Regions from separate parts of the Muntiacus reevesi genome. Here region 2 is linked to region 1. Evidence: chromatin contacts called from public Hi-C data. All regions are on one chromosome and are shown on one strand. The core of a region is the stretch at or near the end of the contact, and the rest is flanking DNA. Distances in the headings are between cores, read along the strand shown.

Region 1 (4,444 bases), core at 1,569-4,068:
TCTTTCCTGGAAGAAGGAAATTAATTAGGAAAATGAAAAATTGTTGATTGGAAGACTCTTTTGTGCTGTATTTCATTTTTAAAAAGTACACTTTAAGTTTCAGTTTGGGAAGATAATGTTCTGGAGGCAAATGGTGATGATGTCTACACAATGTAAACGTACTTAATGTCACTGAACTGTACTCTTAAAATGGTTAAAATGATAAATAATATATTATGTATATATCATATTACCACCAAAAATTGATATACTGATAAATTACATTGGGCTTCCCAGGTAGCTCAGATGGTAAAGAATAGACCTGGGTTCAATCCCTGGGTCAGGAAGATCCCCTGGAGAAGGCAATGGCAACTCACTCCAGAATTCTTGCCTAGAGAATCCCATGGATAGAGGGGCCTGACAGACTACAGTCCATGGGGTCACAAGAGTTGGACACGACTGTGACTAACACACACAGTAAATTACGATACCTTTTAAGATTTATATGTAAAACATACTCCTTCATTTCAAGCCAAGTGCCACTCTCATTTCTTATGAGAAAATATTCGTGTAATAAACATTCTTGAGAAACACAAAATTTTAAAAATGTATCAGTCTTAGGTATTTCCATTATGACACGGCTTTAATTTATCCTCCTACTCGTGGATTTATAAACCAGGATTCTTCTCACAACCTGTGATACCTGAGAAACAGATCTCTTCTTTGAGGGGCTGTGAGAGAGGGAGGGAGGAGAATCAGATTAGAAGAGTCTGTTTTATAAGGGCTGGAGAGCTCTCCTCTAATAAAACCACATTAGAATGAATGCTGGGGGAAACGTCCCATCAATCAAGGGAACCCCCATTAACCCTGGAGATCGCACTCAAGGCTGCACCCTGCAGGCTGTCAGCGCTGCTCCCCCGCAGTCACCACTCCCACTGTGGGCCCGTGCTCCATTTCAGCACGGAGCAGCAGGCACTGTATCTGTGTATCTGTCTCCACAACCGGCCCTGAAATCATCTCGGGCAACACGTTCATCTCTCCTTCACCTAGAAGGGTGTCTGACAGGAAGCAGGAAGTGTTTAAGTCAAGTCAGCTGTGCTTTGCTGAACAACAATTGAACTCTGTCCAATCTTGCAGTTTTTGTGCAAATTTGAAATTATTCGAAAATAAAAATTTTTTTAAAAAGACGGGCGGGGGGTACCAGTAGCACTGCGCTGTCCGCAATCATCACAACTGTCTCACATGTCACATCAGAAGACACAAGCTACTGGAGAGTCCTGCCCTAGTGTTCACCAGCTGCGACACTAGGAGGGGGTCACTTCACATGGAGCAAACTTGAAAAGGAGGCTTCCCTGGTGGCTCCGGGTGAATCCGCCCGCCAGTGCAGGCAGTGGACCGGGGTTCCAACCCTGGGTAGGGAAGATCCCCTGGAGGAGGGAAGTATTCTTGCCTGGAGAATCCCATGGACAGAGAGGAGCCTAGCGGGCTACAGTCCATGGAGTCGCACAGACTCGGGCACTAGTTAGTGACTCAGGACTTGAACACAAACTTGAAAAAGAATGAGTAACAAACATTTGAGATTGGAATCCCCGATGTTAACTTTGGTCAAGATTTAATCTTGGTCTCCGTTGGTGAAGAGAATATAATTCCTACTCTACAAGACTGCTGTGCTAAATAAAGCAGAGTATCTGTCAAACGAGCTCCTAAGGATGCTCTGATCATATACGTCCGGTCTTCCCACTGGACTAACACTTCAACGCAGGGCAGGTGCAGGCGGTGACCAGTTCCAAGGGCTCAAACTGTAAAGTTCTCCCTCGATCGGCGCCAGGGCTACGATCATCTATAAAGGAGTCCCGCACATGTGCGCGTGGGTGCCCACCCCGCCCAGGCGTCCTGTTGCAGAGTTCCCCTGGAAAACAACTCCAGCCGTTCACACCGCGGCGCAGCCGACAGGGGTCAGCCGCTGCTGCGGCCCGCGGCGCCCGGCTGGGTCCCGGGCGAGCGACCCGAGAGCACGGAGGACGCGCCCGCCGGCTGCACCGGGCGGGACCCGTGGCGGCCGGCAGCCCGGGCGGTCTACGTCCCGGGCCGGGCGGCTTGAACCCGAGCGGCCGGGTCCCGCGGCCTCCGGCGCTCCGCCCGCCCGGCGTCCGTAACGGCGGCAGCGCGGCTCGGGGAGGCCGGGAGCGCGCGGCCGGCACGCGGCGCGTGCTGCGCTTCCCCGCGGAGCAGCCCGGCGAGGAGAAGCGCCGATCGCGGGCGGGGGGCGCGCGATCGCGGCCTCGGCGCTGACAGCCGGCCCGGCGGGGAGAGCCCGGCGCGGGCTGCGGGCGTGTGTCGGGGGCGTCGGGGCGGCGCCGGGAGGGACCGGCGAGCCGGGAGGGGCGGAGGCGGGGGGAGGGGGGCGGAGGCAGAGCGAAGGGCCGCGGCGGGGCGCCCGGCGCCCATCGGTCCGCGCCCCGGCCCGCAGGCCCCCGCCTCTGGGCCCCGCGCTGACGCCGGACGGTCCCCGCCCCCACGCCCCCCGCCCAGGCCGGGGGGTATCTCACCTGTTTGCCGGCGGGGCCGCTCCCGCTCGCCCCTCTGACTGACTCCTCCGGCTCACCGTCTTCCCTCTGGGAGGAAGGGGCGGGACTTCCGGCTTCGGCGCTTCCCCACTTCCGGCGGCCACCAGGACTACTGTTTCGGGGACGGGGCGCCGGGCATCTTGGACAGAGCCCCAGATCTTGGAACCGGGGTTAGTGAAGGTCAAATCGAGTGCTCCCTACCTGTCCCGACGGGCCGGCGGGCCTGTATGCCTCCCGCGTTCCGTATGTTGCCTCCTGCCGGAAGTCACTGGGCTCTGGAACAGGATGTCCCGCCCCCTCCCCCAGTGAGGAAAACGGAAAAATCCTAGAGGTCGGCTGCAAAACCAAGGGAGACGCGGGTCAATCATTGTGGACGACTGGCGGCGTCCGACCCGGAGGACCAGGCGGGGTTTGCGGGGCTCCCCGAGCGGATTCCTGCCGGACGGTCCGCCGCCCTTCCGACCCCGTGCCCACCAATCCACCCCCACTCGCCCGCCTTCGCGGATCCCGGGGGAGGCCGCTGCCCTGGGCCCGAGCTGGCTGAGCGCTGCCCGGCGCTCGTCTTGTGGGGACAGGGTCTCTCTGGCGCGCCGGGCGCTTGCGCGGCTCCAGGGACTCAGGAAGACCTGAAGAGCGCCTCAAACAAAGGGATCCTCGGAGCCACGGGCCGAATTCCGGTACTAACGGGGAGGCAGAGTTGCCAAAGGTGGTTGTTGGACGCTTTGGCAAGAGAAACCGAAGACACTTAGGGCGTTGAAGACGTCCCCGCCGAATCGTTTTTATAAACGTGAAGAGCACATCGCAAGAAGCACAGCACGACGGAGCCTAGTAGACACCACCCCTCCTGCCCCTTTTCGGGGAACTCTGGGCAACCTGAAGCTTACAGCCTTTTCTCAGGAGACTCAAAGTCCGGATGGAGGACTGCAGCTTGAAAAGTGCGCGGGCAAAGATGCTCAGAGAGGAGCGGGCAGCTGTGCTGCCCCACTTGGGGTCAGTGTAAAGACAGAGCTGGCAAAGGAGTTTTGACTTTATCTCGAAGATATAGGGAGGGGAATTTCCTAAATAATCAGCTTTGTATAATTTTTAAGTAAGTGGAATTTTTTCAGGATAGTATTACAATGATAGGCTTTCTTAGCCTGGCGGATCAGATGATAAAGACTCTGCCTACAATGTAGGAGACCTGTGGTCGATCCCTGGAGAAGGGAATGGCAGCCCACTCCAGTATTCTTGCCTGGAGAAGCCCATGGACAGAGAAGCCTTGGCGGGCTACAGCCCCAAAGAGGGAGACACAACTGAGGGACTAACATTTTAACTTGTCAACCAAAGCAACTGTCAAAGCCAGTTCCAGATCAGTGATTCTGAATCAGAACATTCAGGTGATAATCGTTTTTAAACACTGTCTTATAGAGTATCTTTCACAAACATCATCTGGTCAAATTCTTTTTGTAATCTATATGAAGCCTCATGTCTGTCACCCACAACAGGTAATTGCAGTTTAGAAGAGTCAACTTTTCCCAAGATCACACAGCTAGTAAAGGTGGAACTCGTCTGTAAACTCTACAGCCAGCCTTTTCCAGTCCACCATGCATCTTTTGGATGACAAGGCGATGAATTTCTCAACAGTTACAGTAGCTAGCATTTTTCCATGTGGAATAGACATTCTGTTGATTTTGAGTTCTGATTGATCTTGCCACCTTTCTTTTCTTACCTTGGGAATTTGACATTCCTCTTCCTTCTTGAAGCAGTGTAATCAAACCTGAGTTTATTTTTCAGTTCCCCATCATCCATTATTTTACTGAGACAGGCAGGACCTTTACATTATATAGTGACCTTCAAGAAGTCAAGTCGACTTCATTTTCCTCATGTATAAAATGAGTCATTTAGGGTAAAGTTCCCTT
Region 2 (4,854 bases), core at 836-3,335, 180 kb after region 1:
GTTGTGTCTGTGTCCTAGCTATTGTAAGTGCTGCAGTGAACATTGGGGTGCACGTGTCTCTTTCAATTCTGGTTTCCTCAGTGTGTACGCCCAGCAGTGGTATTGCTGGGTCATATGGCAGTTCTATTCTTTTTTTTTTTTTAAAGTAATCTCCACACTCTTCTCCATAGTGGCTGTACTAGTTTGCATTCCCACCAACAATGTAAGAGTGTTCCCTTTTCTCCACACCCTCTCCAGCATTTATTGTTTGTAGACTCTTTGATGGCAGTCATTCTGAAAGACGTGAGATGGTACCTCATTGTGGTTTTGATTTGCATTTCTCTGATAATGAGTGATGTTGAGCATCTTTTCATGTGTTTGTTAGCCATCTGTATGTCTTCTTTGGAGAAATGTCTGTTTAGTTCTTTGGCCCATTTTTTGATTGGGTCGTTTATTTTTCCGGTATTGAGCTGCATGAGTTGCTTGTATATTTTGGAGATTAATTCTTTGTCAGCTGTTTTGTTTGCTATTTTCTCCCATTCTGAAGGCTGCCTTTTCACCTTGCTTGTAGTTTCCTTTGCTGTGCAAAAGCTTTTAAGTTTAATTAGGTCCCATTTATTTATTTTTGTTTTTATTTCCATTATTCTGGGAGGTAGATCATAGAGGATCTTGCTGTGATCTATGTCAGAGAGTGTTCTGCCTATGTTTTCCTCTAACAATTTCATAGTTTCTCATCTTACATTTAGATCTTTAATCTATTTTGAGTTTATTTTTGTGTATGGTGTTAGGAAGTATTCTAGTTTCATTCTTTTACAGGTGGTTGGCCAGTTTTCCCAGCACCACTTGTTATAAACAGATTGTCTTTTCTCCATTGTATATTTTTGCCTCCTTTGTAATTTTTTTGAAAAGCACATTGAAAAAAAGAAAAGAATTACATATCATAAGCAGGTAGGGCTTATTCTAGAGATGCAAGGTTGGTGCAGTATTTGAAAACCTGCCCCATTGCATCATGTGAAATGGATAAAGAGTATTTGGAATGTTTGGGGACTTGTCTTCTTGGCCTTGCGTTCCTACGGAGGAGGCAAGCAAGGGGGCAGGACACCACCAGCAGCAGCAGCGAGTGGAAAGAGCTGTGCCGGTTCCGGTTTCCTGGGGGATGACCTACACGTGTAATCCACCGTGTCCTTCTTTTTGGAAGTAAATACGGTTGCTGAAAAAGGCCTTAACAAAAATCAGACTACTATCTTTTTTTTTTTTTTTATTTTTACCGTGAGGGAATTCTCTCCCCCACCTTTTAAAAATGAAACATTTATAAATCTTCCAATGGATGCTCAGCTGGGGAGGTACTGCTCCAGGCTCTATTCCAAGAGCTATCAATCATTTAGAATTTACCTTAAACAATATAGCAGTGAGAAAAGACAGAAGACACTCATAGAAGTACTCGCCTACTCAGGCGTCAAGAAATAATCACTTCAGAGCGACCGGCGTCCTCAGAACCTACACTTGAGGCCGCTTTTGCTTTTACGGAACAGTTCCCGGGTTGTTCTTTTTCTTTTTTTCTCCTGAGAGAATGGGGCAGTTCTGGGGCGGGAGGGGATGGGTCAAGCAGTCACAGAGCCGTGCTCCGGGCAGCACACTTGTCCGGCCGAGGCGAAGCGGGGAACTGCGTGAGTCCACGTCCACCAGGTTGCTCTGCATCTCTCAGCCTCGCAATCCACGCCTACGCTCGCTGCGGAAGGACTCTGTTACAAATTAACGAACGTTCAGGTCTGACCGGATTGGGAAACCGCGGCGATTTTGATGTGGGGTCGCTGCCCTGCACAAGGTGGACTCTGCGCGGTTCACCCCGGCCAGGTCCACGCAATCCCAGACGCTGACCCCGGCGCCACCGCCTTCTGGCGCAGAGACGGGGGGAACCCCGCCCCCCGCGCTCTCCTATACTGTGATTGTGAAGGGCACCTTTTGCAGCCAATCAACACCCGTTCACTGGGCGGGGCCCGCCTGGTTGGTGGAGAGCGTCAGTCGGGGGCGGGGCCCTTGAGCGACAGGAATTCTGACCAATCATCGGAGGCCATGCTTCGGCCCCTCCCCTCCTCCGTACGGGCAGCCCTGCCTGGGAGCCGAGCCCGGCAGCGGGGAATGTCCCAGGGCGAGTTCGCAGAGACTGCCGCTCTTCTCCGTCCCGCTCTCCTGCTGCCTTTAGGGCCTTAGGCTCTCTGCGTTAAGAAATGGCCGAGGAGTCCAGCAAAGCCGTTAAGTACTACACCCTGGAGGAAATCCAGAAGCACAACCACAGCAAGAGCACCTGGCTGATCATACACTACAAAGTGTACGATTTGACCAAATTTTTGGAGGAGGTGAGTTGATGGAGGCAGGATGCCGACCGGGGCTTGGGGGGCTCCCTGCCGAGACTTGCCTCGGGGGGGCGGGATTGATCTGCGCACGACTCCGCGTGCACACCTGAGTGTGGTCACCCTCGCGGGAGCACCAGGCTCTGCACACCTGGGAGGCTCTCCCCTCATGCACACACCTGTGTCTCTGCCTCCCTCTGTGTGCGCGCTCCCTGAGTGCACGACTGGGAGCGGACTCCGAGTTTGTACCCCTGAGTTTGCGGGCCCGCGTATTTGTCCCCGGAGGCTGCACCTCCGGGTGTGAACACCTGGGGGCGACCGGAGGTGCCAGGTGAGCCAGTTTCCCAGCCCGCGGCGCGCCCTCGTAGGGCAGGAGCCGCCTCCCAGGACCGTGCGCGGGCAGGTGGGAGATCCCCGCTACGCACTTAGTGGGGAGCAAAGTCTCACGTGAAATTGAGGGCGCAACCACGGGAGGATTTTTGAAGGTCCTGTTTATCTTGAGTTTGCATAGGCCAGTTCTTCATCTAGGACCAGGGTCGTGCCACTTATTCCTGGAGTGTATTCCTAATTGGAGCCGGTGCCACTCCACCATCCACGCCCAGTCACCCGCTGTTCACCTAGAAGGCGCCCAGTGACATTTAAGCTATCCAGTGCTGACTTCAGTTTAAGGCGCAGTACTGGACTCCAGCGAGCGGCTGGGGTGGGAGTTGGGAGTCGGGGGGCGAGTGGCTGAGGAAGGAGAGAGGGACAGATAAGTGAAAAGAACCAGTGCGACTTCACCCTTAGGCAGCTTTGAGAATTGTAAAATAGCTGGGTAACTTAGAGGAAAGCAATCCTTTGCCTTGATTCTTTGCATTGATTATAGTTTTTTGCAATAAATTCTAAGGGGTTTTTGTTTGCTGCCTCTGGCTGTTTTCTCACTGTGTGTGTGTGGGAGGGGGGGTTCAGTCATACATTTTTTTTTAAACAATTTTTTATTGGAGTATAATTGCTTTACAATGTTGTGTTAGTCTCCGCTATACAACCAAGTGAATCAGCTGTATGTATACATACATCCCCTCCCTAAATATATTTTTTAATTGAAGGATAATTGCATTACAGAATTTTGTTGTTTTCTGTCAACATGTAACACTCTCCTTCATTCCCCCAGACAATAAACAGGAACGTTTAGTGATGGGAATTCTTTACATAGCTTGTGAGAAAAATGAAGGTAGAGGCCTGGTCTGAGCTGGATCACAATTTGTATCAGAAGACGTTTGTTTTGCAGAGAATGTTTAATTTTTTTAAAGTTTGAAGTTGTTTATTAGCAACATATTTTACTGTTAAACTGTCACCAGGTGATGTGCCAGAAGATAAAATAGTGTCTTGATGTGGTTAAGAGTGGTTTATAGCAGAGGGTCAAATCTGTCCTATCCCTTCTGCTGAGCGACAGAGCTTATTTGCTATAGACTTTCTTGAACAATCTTGCATCATAACATCAGGCCTAATTGATACCAGATGTCTACTTACAACTGTTCCTTCCCCATTCCCAGGGTGTGTATAATTGTGGGATTTTAAAATCCAGTGTGTATGTACTTTATTGGTGTCTATAAAAAAGAATAGTATGAAAAAGTGAAAGTGAAGTCGCTCAGTCATTTCCAACTCTGCGACCCCATGGACTGTAGCCAGCCAGGCTCCTCTGTCCAGGCAAGAGTACTGGAGTGGGTTTCCATTTCCTTCTCCAGGGAATCTTCCCGACACAGGGATCGAACCCAGGTCTCCCACAGTGCAGGCAGGTGCTTTACCGTCTGAGCCCCCAGGATGTTTTATATAATGAAGCACTTGCCACTTTTTCTCTTTTGTAGGGTCTGTCGTGTTCCTTGTTGCCTCGGTCACCTGCCGTCAGTATCGTCCCCACCCCCTCACCCCTACCCCAAGACAACCAAACATGTCTCCAACTCTTGTCAAATGTCCCCTTGGGGAGAACAAAGTCACTCCTAGTCGAGAATCACTGCCCTAAGGTATATCTTGCATGACTTTTTTAATGGATACATTTCTCAGAAGATAAGAGATTATTAAATTGTACTATAAACCATTTACTTTTATATTTCATTCTTATGAGGCAGAAAAAGAATTGCACAAACTTTCTAAACAAAACCGGAAGAGATGCAAACCAGCTGTGGGTCAATTAGCTGCCAGCAAATGCTGTTTATTTCTCACTCAGTTTTCAACTCTCTGTTTAAAAGGCGCTTGGGGAGAACGTCTCTCAAGAAAAAATGTGATGAATTGCATTTATCACTAATATTTGATAACTAATACTTGGAGCTAGGTAACTCAAAACTACTGTTTGTAGTAAGATAAATAAAAACAAATTTGTAGTGGTTCCTGTATACCAAACTTTTCTTTAGGCTTCCCTTGTAGCTCAGCCGGCCAAGAATCTGCCTGCAGTGCAGGAGACCCGCGTTCAATCCCTGGGTTGGGACGATCCCCTGGAGAAGGAAATGGCTACCCACTCCAGTATCCTTGCCTGGAAAATCCCATGGAC

The links. A called contact is a pair of places that touch in the nucleus more often than the background predicts.
Region 2: a contact with region 1 is called in a Hi-C map of blood, with 2.1 times the contacts expected there. The contact joins the promoter of CYB5A here to the promoter of ZNF407 in region 1. A contact is called at or near these places in 2 of 3 Hi-C or Micro-C datasets (blood and muscle).

What each region holds. Positions count from the first base shown.
Region 1 is chr4:4,307,764-4,312,207 of mMunRee1.1, forward strand. It overlaps ZNF407 (zinc finger protein 407), which reads right to left and starts at 2,819. Exons shown (of 9, transcript XM_065932291.1): 1 at 2,529-2,819.
Region 2 is chr4:4,484,628-4,489,481 of mMunRee1.1, forward strand. CYB5A (cytochrome b5 type A) reads left to right here and starts at 2,086. Exons shown (of 5, transcript XM_065932299.1): 1 at 2,086-2,336. The coding sequence starts at 2,208.